Regions from separate parts of the Pan troglodytes genome. Here region 1 is linked to region 2. Evidence: chromatin contacts called from public Hi-C data. All regions are on one chromosome and are shown on one strand. The core of a region is the stretch at or near the end of the contact, and the rest is flanking DNA. Distances in the headings are between cores, read along the strand shown. Region 1 overlaps DPYSL2 (dihydropyrimidinase like 2). Region 2 has its middle 62 kb from the start of BNIP3L.

Evidence for each region. Hi-C and Micro-C count contacts between places; a contact is called where the count stands out from the background.
Region 1: a contact with region 2 is called in a Hi-C map of induced pluripotent stem cells, with 1.9 times the contacts expected there. The contact joins two enhancer-like sites. A contact is called at or near these places in 2 of 7 Hi-C or Micro-C datasets (induced pluripotent stem cells and stem cell-derived neural progenitor cells) and 1 of 1 datasets of contacts at active chromatin or transcription factors (stem cell-derived excitatory neurons).

The regions. Positions count from the first base shown.
Region 1 is chr7:35,001,724-35,007,543 of NHGRI_mPanTro3-v2.0_pri, reverse strand. It overlaps DPYSL2 (dihydropyrimidinase like 2), which reads right to left. Exons shown (of 14, transcript XM_001161598.8): 12 at 4,990-5,169; 13 at 4,031-4,196; 14 at 1-1,816. The coding sequence ends at 1,725. Among named protein-coding and RNA genes, the nearest start is that of DPYSL2, 140 kb to the right of the region's middle. Within about 2 kb of position 1,768, at least 3 of the 24 cell types and tissues checked have an H3K27ac peak or open chromatin away from gene starts, as enhancers often do. A contact at or near this core is called in induced pluripotent stem cells, where this site is marked.
Region 2 is chr7:34,799,089-34,805,011 of NHGRI_mPanTro3-v2.0_pri, reverse strand. No RefSeq gene overlaps it. Among named protein-coding and RNA genes, the nearest start is that of BNIP3L, 62 kb to the right of the region's middle. Within about 2 kb of position 2,916, at least 21 of the 24 cell types and tissues checked have an H3K27ac peak or open chromatin away from gene starts, as enhancers often do. A contact at or near this core is called in induced pluripotent stem cells, where this site is marked.

The DNA of each region.
Region 1 (5,820 bases), core at 519-3,018, 200 kb before region 2:
AGAAAAGCCTGCAAACACAACATTGCTTAAGAGAACCTGTAAACACGTTTGGAATACAATGCAACACAAGTCAGCAAGGACAGGGGTAGGTCCAAAGGAGCCAGCTAGGGGGAAAGGTGACAGAAAAGGAGAGGGAAGGATGGAGATACGACATCGCTTGTGGTCTCTAAGGGGGCCATGTGTTTAATTTGTAAGGTTTCCTCCCCACAGGAGTTCTGATGTGATCTATCGTTCATGAAACACATTTCTCCTCTTGCAAAGTAGAACGGACTTTAAGTTTCCCAAGGATTTTTTGAGTTTATAGGGCCTCTTTCTATGTAGTGTGTCTTTAGAAATAATTGGACAAGAAAAAAATACGGTTTTTCCCCGAAAATAAAAAGCTCCCATGTGTTCTAGAATCTCAAAAGATACTTAACCAGGAAGCAGCAGGCCCTCGGGTCAGACTCCTATTAGCTTAGCACTTCTGAACTGGTGACTTTGGTTGGTTCACTCGGGTTAATGAGGCTCGGTGTTTAGGTTTGACCGTGACTTTAGCCAGAGAGCACTGCACAGAGGAAAATCTCTCCAGTTCTGCAGCCTCATACCTCTAAAGCTTCTGGGCCCTGTCTGCGGTTCCACGTGTGATACTGTGGGTGAGACGGCATGGCCCATTCCTGCACTTGGCCAGGGTCCCACACTCTAGCACACATCCTCATGATGGCAGGTGGTTAGCACCAGTCCCACATGGACCAGGATGACACAGCACTATGCTTGCAATGGCAAACGCTCAAATCCTTTAGGCGGACCCAATGACCACCATGAAATGGTAGACCTGGGAGGTGAAAAGATAACTGGGCAAGGGAGGAAAACACCGTCTCCGAGACAAGGGCTGGAGGAAACACAGAGAGAGAGAGAGACAGACACGAAAATATTCATGAATTAAAAAGCTAGAGAGAGAAAGAGAGAGCGAGAGAGCGAGAGCACGCAGAAAAATGGTAAAAGACAAGAGAATCCTCAAAGGATTTAATCTGCAGCAAAATCTAGGCCAATAAAGCAAGCCTGCCCCTTTATCAACAGCTGACCCTGAAGACTACGGAATGGCGATGCGGGTGGGCATTCTGGAGCCTCTCAGGACGGACACGATGAGTTTGCCAACCACCCGGAATCAGCTGGGTGATGACGTAATTGCATCATTAGGATGTCCAGTTCAAACCCCTTGTATTAATATGGAATTAAATGTTCCAATTTAGTATTAAAAAAAAAAAAAAAAAAAAAAGACTCTCCCCGACCCCGGCCCCTCCCCAGCCCCACAAAGAAAACTTCTTAAAATTTTTAAAAAGAAAAGAAAAAGGCAGCTCTGGGCAATTCACTTTATCTTCCCTCCCCCCATGAAAAGGAAGATGCTAACGGACACTAGGAGGTTGAAGGCGAAGGAGACCCTCGCTGGGGGCTGCTTGTTCGCATGTCTAAGTGTTGGGTGTGGTTCCCTGTATGAGCTTGGTGGGTAGGCTTAGGTGTGATACCCATAGATGTGTAGGGAAGTGGATGAGCAAAATCAGTAACTCTTGGTGAGAGACGGGGTGCAGGGCCCCAAGGGAGACCCCATGAACTGGCTGCTCCACAGTAACTATCACAGGCTCTTAAAAAAAAAAAAAAAAAAAAAAAAAAGGAAGGAAGAAAGAAGTCTCAGAATGTCCTCAGGTGTCCCATCCCCAGTCCCCAGTGGACGGCACAGCCCAGGAGCTCTAGCCCAGGCTGGTGATGTTGGCACGGCCACCGGGGGGCGCCACGATACGCTGGGTGGTGCGGCGGGGAATGTTGTCATCAATCTGAGCACCTGGAGGGAGAGGAGAAGAGAGCAGCGGGTGAGGGGCCAGGACGGTCACACAAGATCCTGCTTGAAGGTGAAATCTCACAGCTCAGGAGGAAAAGTGCTAGTCGCATTCTTTTTTTTTGGAGACAGCGTCTTGCTCTGTTTTCCAGACCAGAGTGCTATGGCACCATCATAGCTCACCACAGCCTCAATCTCCTGGGCTTAAGCCATCCTCCCACTCGGCCCCCTCAAGAAGCTGGGACCACAGCCACAGGTCCCCATACCTAGCTAATTTTTAAATTTTTTGTAAAGAGGGGTCTCGCTATGTTGCTGACGCTGGTCTCAAACTCCTGGGCTCAAGCAATCCTCCTACCTCTGCCTCCCAAAGTGCTGGGATAAGAGGTGTGAGCCACCCTGCCCGGCCTCACGTTCTTTGTTCTTCTCTTAAAACCTCACTGAAGTTTAGACTACAGAAAGGAGGTGGAGGCCAGGCATGGTGGCTCATGCCTGGAATCCTACTAACAGCACTTGGAGAGGCTGAGGTGAGAAGATTGCTTGAGTCCAGGAGTTTGAGAACAGTCTGGGCAACACAGTGAGAGCCTATCTCTGTAAAAAAAAAAAAATTAAAAAATTAGCCAGGCATGACGATGGAAGCCTGTAGTACCAGCTACTGGGGAGGCTGAGCTGGGAGGATCACTTGAGCCCAGGAGGTCGAGGCTGCAGTGAGCTGTGATTGCACCACTGCACTCTAGCCTGGGTACTGGGTGACACAGTGAGATACTATTATATCTCTAAAAATAAAAATAAACTTTTTAAAAAGGAGATGAGCCTAAGGTAACCAAAGAATCAGACACTGTATAAAGGCTGTTGGATCTATTACTGGAGAAAGTAAAACTATATACAAAATATCACTACATCTTAGACTCTGTCCTGTCCCCTGTTCTGATTAGTCAAATTGGCTGTGGCTTTTCTGAGGACATAGCCCTCTTCTGGCATTCTAATCCCCTAATCCTACACACAGAATCACAAGTAGGAGGAACGACGGCAGCTTATATTGGAACAGCCTTGAGAGATCAGATAACACAGACATGATTATACACGTTTTACTTACAACAAAGTAACGTTCATTATTTTTAAATGTTTTGAAAATTGGTAATCCATATATGGGACACAGGTAACTTTCTAAAAACCCACACAACCAGCAAGAAAAAAGAATTCTCACTGGTTTAACAATTTCTTTAATACGCCATAGGAATCCGTGGCCCAGGGAGCTACAAGAGTGGAATGTTCTAGTCATGGGCCAAATGAAAGACGGGAAGGAAGTTTCAAGCAAGGAAACTTAAAAATCTGAACCCTTTCCTCTCACCAAGGGGATATCACACAAATTACCCAAGCAAATACAACTAACAGTTCTCAAATGGCCCCGTTCTAAGCACTGTACATATATATTAACCCATTTAACCCTCACAACAACCTCACGGGGGAGCAACTACTATTATTGCCATTATACAGGCGAGGAGACTGAGGCACAGCCAGAGCTGAGCTCTGAAGTTAGGCTGTTGAAACTCCAGACTCCACAAGCTAAACTACAATATACTGTAGGAGAGAAGTCCTGAAATACCACAGTGTCCTTTCTTATGATGGACCTAAGAAATTGAACAAATGTCTTCTTAATATATTAGGTAAAACACAGTATGGGCATTGTGTGACACAAACTGATCTCAAGATTCTGAAACCCAACCAGTCATTAACTATGAAAATACATCTCCAGGCCAAGCTAGGCCGGGCCCGGTGGCTCACACCTGTAATCCCAGCACTTTGGGAGGCCGAGGCGGGCAGATCACCTGAAGTCAGGAGTTCTACTAGCCTGGCCAACATGGTGATACTCCGTCTCTACTAAAAATACAAAAATTAGCCAGGTATGGTGGTGCATGCCTGTAATCCCAGCTACTTGGGAGGCTGAGACATGAGAATCACTTGAACCAGGAGGTGGAGGTTGCAGTGAGCCAAGATCGTGCCACTGCACTCCAGTCTGGGTGACAGAGCGAGACCCTGTCTCAAAAAAAAGAAAAAGAAAATACATCTCCAGAGATCTGAGTCCACTGTATTTCTCACGTTGGAGAGAAAGGGAATATCATTCACTTCTATTTCTGTGTCCTTTCCAAATGCAACTGTAGCCTCGCCAGCACCAGCGAGCTGGCCCTGCAGAACTGTGCCCTCCCCAAGCCCCAACCCTACCAGACAAACTGAATCCAGACTGGTGCAGGTTCCGGACAGGTGGGGCCTGCTGCTTGGCAGGAGACGTCTTGGCCGAGGAGGCTGGAGTGACTGTCTTGGGCGTCACAGACACCTCACACACGGGTCCGTCATACAGGCCACGAGGAACCCCTCTCAGCTCAGCCAGCTGCAAAACACAAGAGTCCCCCCAGCTCAGGCCACAGCCACAGAGGATACCTCTCTAGAAACCCTCCTGGAGGGAGGATGGCCTGTGAGATCTAGGGATGGAGGGCTCTCCTTACAGACAGGTGGACAGGTGTTGTGTGGGGCCAGCTCCCACCATGCCAGGCCAAAACTCCCCACAAGGTCCAGTAACTGGTTAACTCTACAAAAACTAACACGCCTTACAATTTTCCCCCCAAGACACTTCAACTTTAAACCCTGTAAGAATCCCCTAAGCATGCTGTGAGGCGGATCTGGTATCATGTTCAAGATCTGGCCCCAAACTTTCTTTCCAATTGCATTCTCCTTTTAATTCCCTTATAGCTCCATCTCTTTCCTGCTTCACATGCCCTGAATACACTGTACATTTTCTATGCTCATGATACTCTTATCAAATTCCCTCGTCTCCCTTCTTTGACTTGACAGACTCCTACTTAACCTTCAAAGCCCAACTCAAAATGTCCTCTCCCCATGACACTCTCCCCAGCTATGGGCAGTGGCTCCCTCCTCTGGGTCCTTACTCCACACTCCTTATCATAGCATATACCATGATCTCACTTTGCTAGGGCTCTCTGTGGACACGCCTGACTCCTTCTCCAGTATTTTAAATGCCAGGAATAAAAAATTCAGACTCCCTCTTATCCCTGGAATCCACTAAATTCATCTTAATATTCTGTCTCAAGGTGCTTAATAAATGTTTGCGGCCTTGAACTTAATTTGTGATTTAACAAAAAATTCATCAGAACAAAACTACTCACCCTGCTCCTTGCCTTGATACGCTTATAAACAAAATCAGGGAAGGGCTTCCGGGGAATGTAGCGTCCAGAGCCTTCGGTGACATGCAGGGTGCCGTCCTCCAAGACAATCTTCCCCTGGCTGATGACCACCAGTGGGGAGCCGCGGCACTCCATGCCTTCAAAGATGTTGTACTCGAGAGACTGAGAAGAAGGCACAGTAAACTCTAGAACAGGCCACTCTGGCTGGACTCAATCCACCCGGCAGCACCCACTGCCCCAACCCCACAGAGACAAAAGAGAGACTCAGAGACAGGGATCCTGTCCCAACTGGGCACCCCAGCAGGCACTTACTTGCTGTGTCTCCATTTCCCTGTCTAGAATATGAAATAACTTTTTCTACCTCTCCACATTAGAAAGAAAAATAATTAAACAGAATAATTGTGTGAAAAGGGTGCATGTTTGTAAATGCTACACAAATATAAAGAAAATGATTCCTCCTATTAACAGAGACTGTGTTCCCACCATCTCCAGCTCCATTCCGGTTGAATTCCAAAGGCCTTCTCTGACCAAGTTCTAAATTTAATCTTGAAATGAGCCATCCACAAGTAGGTTTTCCCACTGGCTAGCCTGGTTTTCCAGTCTGTTTGCGGTGTGGTTAAACTGAAGTCCCTAAATGAAAGGATTGTGGTCACTGAAGAGACATGCCTCCGATAAAATGATTGAGGGCTAGTTAATTTCCAGAACAATGTAGCTATGTAGCTATCCTTCTGGTTTCAAGTTTTTCCGGGTCAAACAGAGACACATCTGTGTGCCCTCTTGGAAAATAGGTGGGGTCTCCATATGGATGTGAGT
Region 2 (5,923 bases), core at 1,667-4,166:
AGTGTCATGAAGTCTCTCTGGGAAGGGTCGGCCACGCCTCTCCAGCTTCCCTCTTCCCTCCCTTTGGGGGATGCCACCCTTCCTGCCAGGCTGCCTCCTGGCCTCTCCATGTCACTTCAGCCATGCCAGGGCACTGATCTCATGGGAAGGCTGCAACTCCTCCATCCCACAGAAATGACAGTCACACCCACCAACTGCCTCAACTTGGAGAAGCTATTTTAAGACCACACCTACCCTAAGGGAAGTTAAACAGCCAGTATATTTGCTCCCAATTTACCCATGGAGAAACTGAATCAAGATCTGACTTACCAGGGCAATCTCAACAATTCAGTGACTCATTGAGGTCAGAATTCCATAAAGCCTAACCAGAGCCTGTGTGCCCTCAGACACGTCACCCTCTATGCTGTGTCGTGGAGGTAGGACCTGCCTGGTTCCAGCAGTTTTGCCCACAGCTCTGCTGTAGATCCCGCCTCTCAGACTCTATTATGTTTCGGTCATTAAATCTGTAATCCTGAATCCCACACAGACTTGCAAGTCAAGGAATTCAGGCTGAGAAGGGTTCTCTCTGCTTATGAGAGAAACACTCCCATGAAATGTGCATCTGTGTGTGTCTGTCCATTCGGATGCAATCAATGGCAGTAAATTCTTTGTATTGTGATAAGAATCCCTAGCAAAGAATCAACAAGTTGAGACCTTAAGTCTTAATGCAGATGCAATCTGTAAGGGTATTTTTTTTTTTTTTTTTTTGAGATGGAGTCTCGCTTTGTCACCCAGGCTGGAGTGCAGTGGCAGGATCTCGGCTCACTGCAACCGCCGCCTCCCGGGTTCAAGCGATTCTCCTGCCTCAGCCTCCCAAGTAGCTGGAATTACAGGCGTGCACCACCAGCCCTGCTAATTTTTGTATGTTTAGTAGAGACGGGGTTTCACCATGTTGTTTAGGCTGGTCTCAAACTCCTGAGCTCGTGATCCCTCCGCCTCGGCCTCCCAAAATGTTGGGATTACAGGAGTGAGCCACCGCACCTGGCCTGTAAGGGGATTCTTATTCATCCCCCAAACGGAGGCCAGCTAGGCCAGGCACCTGTTCTGTTGAACTCTGAGATGCCTCTTCTGTTTGATTCTATTTGACGCTTACCTGTGCTAGGAAAGTGCCCAGAAGTGAGAAGCCTCTGGGTTGACTTCCTTCCTCCAGGAGGGAAAGGGACTAAGTTTATGAAGCAGCCACGCTGGGAAGGCCACTATACAGCTTCCCATATGTTACACATGTTCATCACCCTCAGAGATTGCCCCACTGGCATATGTGGACAAGTCAACGCTCAGAAAGGTTACCTCGACGCGTCACACATAGGTGAGGCCAGGGGTGGCCTCGTACCTGCACTTGGCAGGCTGCAGGAGGTGCTGCTCGCTGGCCCTGCCTGAGGCCTTCCCGGCTGCCTCCCGCCCCTCCTGTCCTGGACCCCAGCTAGCCGCGCGCCCGCCTCCACCACCTCGGCCCCCCTTTCTGGGGCACTCACGTCTCTATCGGCCAGATCTCCCACATCTTTCCAGGCCCAAGCCTCCCCCGCGCTGACGCTCACAAACCCCGCGGTCAGACCCTCTTCAAGGACCCCCTACAGCTGCCCCTCTCTCAGGGTCCTTCGGGTGACCATGTAGTCACTGTAGCTGCACATCCCGTGCGCCCGGGATCGCACCCAGCAGGTCCTCGCTGGGGGGTCCATGAGTGTCCCCACCCCGCCGCCCCGCCCCTGGGCGCCGGGGACTCGGCTCAGACGCGCAGAGGGAAGGCAGGGCGGCTGCAGAGAGCAGAGCCGAAGAGGAATCGAAAGCTTCAGAAACGCGGTGTGACCAGCGCCCTCCTGGACAAACCTCCCCGGTCCCCGCGCCATCGCCGCGGCCACAAGCAGCGCCGCGGGTCGCCCCGCCCAGACCTCCGCGCCCCCAGCTCTGGCTCCGTCCTCTTCCCCAAGGAGCTGCTAATCACGCCCCGGGGACGTCGGCCTCCGGGGGAGGGGAGGACCCTAGGCCTGCGCCCGACTGCTGGGAGGCGCCCCGCCCTCCCTCCTCCTGCTCGCCCCTCTCCGCTTCTCTCCCTTTTCTTCTCCTCCCCACTCAGCTCCGTTTTCTCTCCACACCCAGTCCCTTGTCCCCTCTTCGCTCACTCCACCCCACTTTCCTTCTTCCCTACCCAGTGGGTCCCTCTCCCCCTTTCCTCTCCCCTACAACCTCCCTCTCCACTCCTACCGGCCCTCTCCCCTCCCCCACCCCGTCCCCTCTGCCCCGCCTCCCCATTCGGGTCACCGCGTCCCAGTCCCCTCTTCTCCCCTCCTCCGCCCCTCCCTCCTTCTCCTCTCCCCTCTCCTGTCCCACTCCGTCCTCCCCCCTCCTCCGCACCCCGCCCGTCCCCTGGTCCCCGCCCCGCAGTGTCCTGGCGCCGGCGTAACCGCTCGTCCCACCTCCCTCCCAGCCAATCGCTCCCCTCCTCCGCTCGGGGACGCTCCCCCGGGGAATCCTGTGGCTGGAGATGCTCGGTCGAGTCCCTGGTATGTGGTCACCGTGCGGGGGCCGCTGCGGGTGCGGAATCCAGACCCGGGGGTGTAGCAACCTCACAACTCCCTGTGCAGAAGAAACCAGAAGATCGGGGCGCGGGTCCAGGGTGGTCCGCACAGCCGTGGTTTAGCCGAGGGCGGCGCGCTACACTTAGTCTCTTGTGCAGTGCTTTCTGGCCACAGCAGCTTCCCTAGAAGTGACCCCACTTGGGTCAGAACCCCCCAGCTGGGCCGCTGATATTTCCCCCTTTCGCAGAGGGAGCAGCGCGCGTCGGGAGACGCAGTGACTCGCCAGGGTCAGACCCAGAGCTTCTTCCCCACGCAAGGCCGAGGGCAGGGTGAGCACAGGGGCGTTCTCCGTCTGCCCCGGCTCGGGTGTACTGGCCTGGACGCCTCTGTGCAGGTTCCATGGTGTAGAGAGACGGCTCGAGTGCAGGCGGAGTTTAAGGGAAGGGGGTTTTGACTGCGGGAGCCGACAGAAAGGACTAAATCCAAAAGGTCCTCTTGGACCGGAACCTTCTGCTACAAGCCTGACCAATAAAAGGGGACTCTGCATCTTTTTAAGCCCAAAATAGAAAAGCCTTGGGAGCTAGAATGGCAGAAACCCCAGACCGACGGCGCTGGAAGCGCGCAGCTCGGTGCATTCCCCGGCCGCGCTGCCCTGCAGGGCCGCGCACGTTCCAGCGCTCAGGGACGGTGCCGCAGGACACACCCCAAACACAGAGCACAGACGAAGTAAAAATGAGCCGGCTGCACCAGGGACCACGCTGCCCCTAGCTGGCTCTGCCCCAGCCTCTCTGAACAGCAGGCCCCTGCGTCGAAGCCCGAGGGTCTTCGCATTTGCTGCTGTGGCTTCTCCCGGATACCCACCCCCTTCAGATCTTACAGAAGGGCCTTCTTCCAAACCAGGCCTTCCCTGTTCCCTGGCAACTGGTTTTAAAATCACAGCACCCCTACTCCTGCAATTCACAGTCCCTCCTCAGTCCCTTCACTGCTTAGTTTTTTTTTCCTTAGCCCTTGCCGCAGTCAAACTCGAATGCGTTTGTGAATCACCTGAGGACCTTCCTACAACACAGATGCGAATTCACTTGGTCGAGGGTGGGTCCCCAAGTTTCTAACGCGTGTCCGTGATATTCTGCTGCTCCCCACCTGCCTGCGGATCTGCGAGGACCTTTGACTTACAAAGGGTCCAACATGCAGATAATACAAAAGTTTATTTTTCCTATGTATTTTGGTTTACCATCCCCCGAACTTGAATGTGAGTTCCACCAGGATAGAGCTCTGGTCTGTTTTGTTTGCTGCTATATTCTCGGTACCTGGAACAGGCCTGGCACATAGTAGGAGCAGTATGTTATTTCCAGAAGGAAGCAGTGAATGAAATACAAACCAGAAAAGACAGCAGAGGTGATAAACCTAACATTATACAAAGTGAAAGTCAAGGGGCAAATTATGAACGAAACAAAGGTTTTACACTCATTTTTAAAAGGGAGAAATAACAGTCACAAGCCCTTAGGTCCTAAAGTAAAAACTGTCTCCCCAAAAAAGAAAAATTGCAAATACTACATTGATTTTAGAAAGGTTAACTCCCATCTTGGTCACATCTCAGAAGCAAAAAGTGACGTAAAAGACTTGAATAAAGAAATTAATGGCCAGGCGTGGTGGCTCATGCCTGTAATCCCAGCACTTTGGGAGGCCGAGGTGGGCGGATCACTTGACGTTAGGAGTTTGAGACCAGCCTGGGCAACATGGGGTAACCCTGTCTCCACTAAAAACGTAAAAATTAGCCGGGTGTGGTATCAGGCACCTGTAATACCAGCTACTCAGGAGGCTGTGGCAAGAGAATCAGTTGAACCTGGGAGGCAGAGGTTGCAGTGAACTGAGATTGTGCCACTTCACTCCAGCCTGGGCAACAGAGTGAGACTCTGTCAAAAAAAAAAAGAATAAACAGGACCTGTGTATTTACTAGTTTACTGTTGTAAAATATGCATAACATAAAATTTACCATGTTAACCATTTTAAGTGTGCCGTTCAGTGGCATTAAGTACATCCACATTATTGTACAACCATCACCACTGTCCATCTCCAGGACTTTTTCATCTTCCCAAACTCTATACCGATTAAACAATAACTCCCCTTCTCCTTCCCTCCAACCCGTGGTAATCACTATTATACTTTCTGTCTTTGAATTAGACTACTTTAGGTACCTCATATAAGTGGAATCACATACTGCTTATCCTTTTGTGACTGGCTTATTTTACTTAGTATGATGTCTTCAAGGTTCATCCATGTTGTAGCATGTATCTGAATTTCATTCCTTTTTTTTTTTTTTTTTTTTTTGAGACAGAGTCTCGCTCTGTCAACCAGGCTGGAGTGCAATGGTGCGATCTCGGCTCACTGCAACCTCCGCCTCCATGGTTCAAGCAATTCTTCTGCCTCAGCCTCCCAAGTAGCTGGAATTACAGGTACCTGCCATCATGCCCGGCTAATTTTTGCATTTTTGTAGAGACGGGGGTTTCACCAAGTGGGCCAGGCCGGTCTTGAACTCCTGACCTCAGGTTATCCGCCCACCTTGGCCTCCCAAAATGCTGGGATTACAGGTGTGAGCCACTGATCCTGGCCTCATTCCTTTTTTATAGCTGAATAATAACCCATTGTATGTATACACATTTGTTTCTCCATGCATCTGTTGATATACACTTGGGCTTCCTCTACCTTTTGGCTATTGTGACTAATGCTGCTATAAGCATGGGTGTACAAACAGCTATTTAAGTTTCTGCTTTCAGTTTTTTTGGGAATATACCCAGAAACCCAGAAGTGAAACTGCTGGATCATATGTTTCATTTTTTGAGGAACTCGCATACCGTTTTCTGCAGCGGCTGCACCATGTGAACTAAGGTTAAAATGAATGTTTCGCCGTTGCTGGACTAGTTGTCCTAGGGTTTTTTCTAGCTCTGCTGGCCTGTGGTTAGAGAAATGTGAGGATGAACAACAGGGAAGGGAAGTGGATTGGAAGGACACGAGCAGTCTTCCAGCTCAGATGCTGGGAGTGGTGGTGGTGAGGGTGGGGGAAGGGTGTTTATGAAGTCATAATCCAGTTACGGACCTCAGGACATTTGGGCTGGGAGAGGTAGACCTAGGCCAGTTTGGAGTACTAGGCAATGGGGGAGTGGGGGGTCCCTGCACCGCAAAGAGGCCTGAGAAAGAAGAACCTCACATGTATCAGGGAGTCCCAGAGAAAATGGTGCAAGGAGCAATGCCCAGTGGCCAGCCGTCCTCAATGTCATGGCCCCAGAGGCCAGAACAGTAGAGAAATTCAAGGTGCGGAGACCGGCTCCCTCACATGGGCAACCTGGCCCACTGGCTCTTACCATTCATATGTC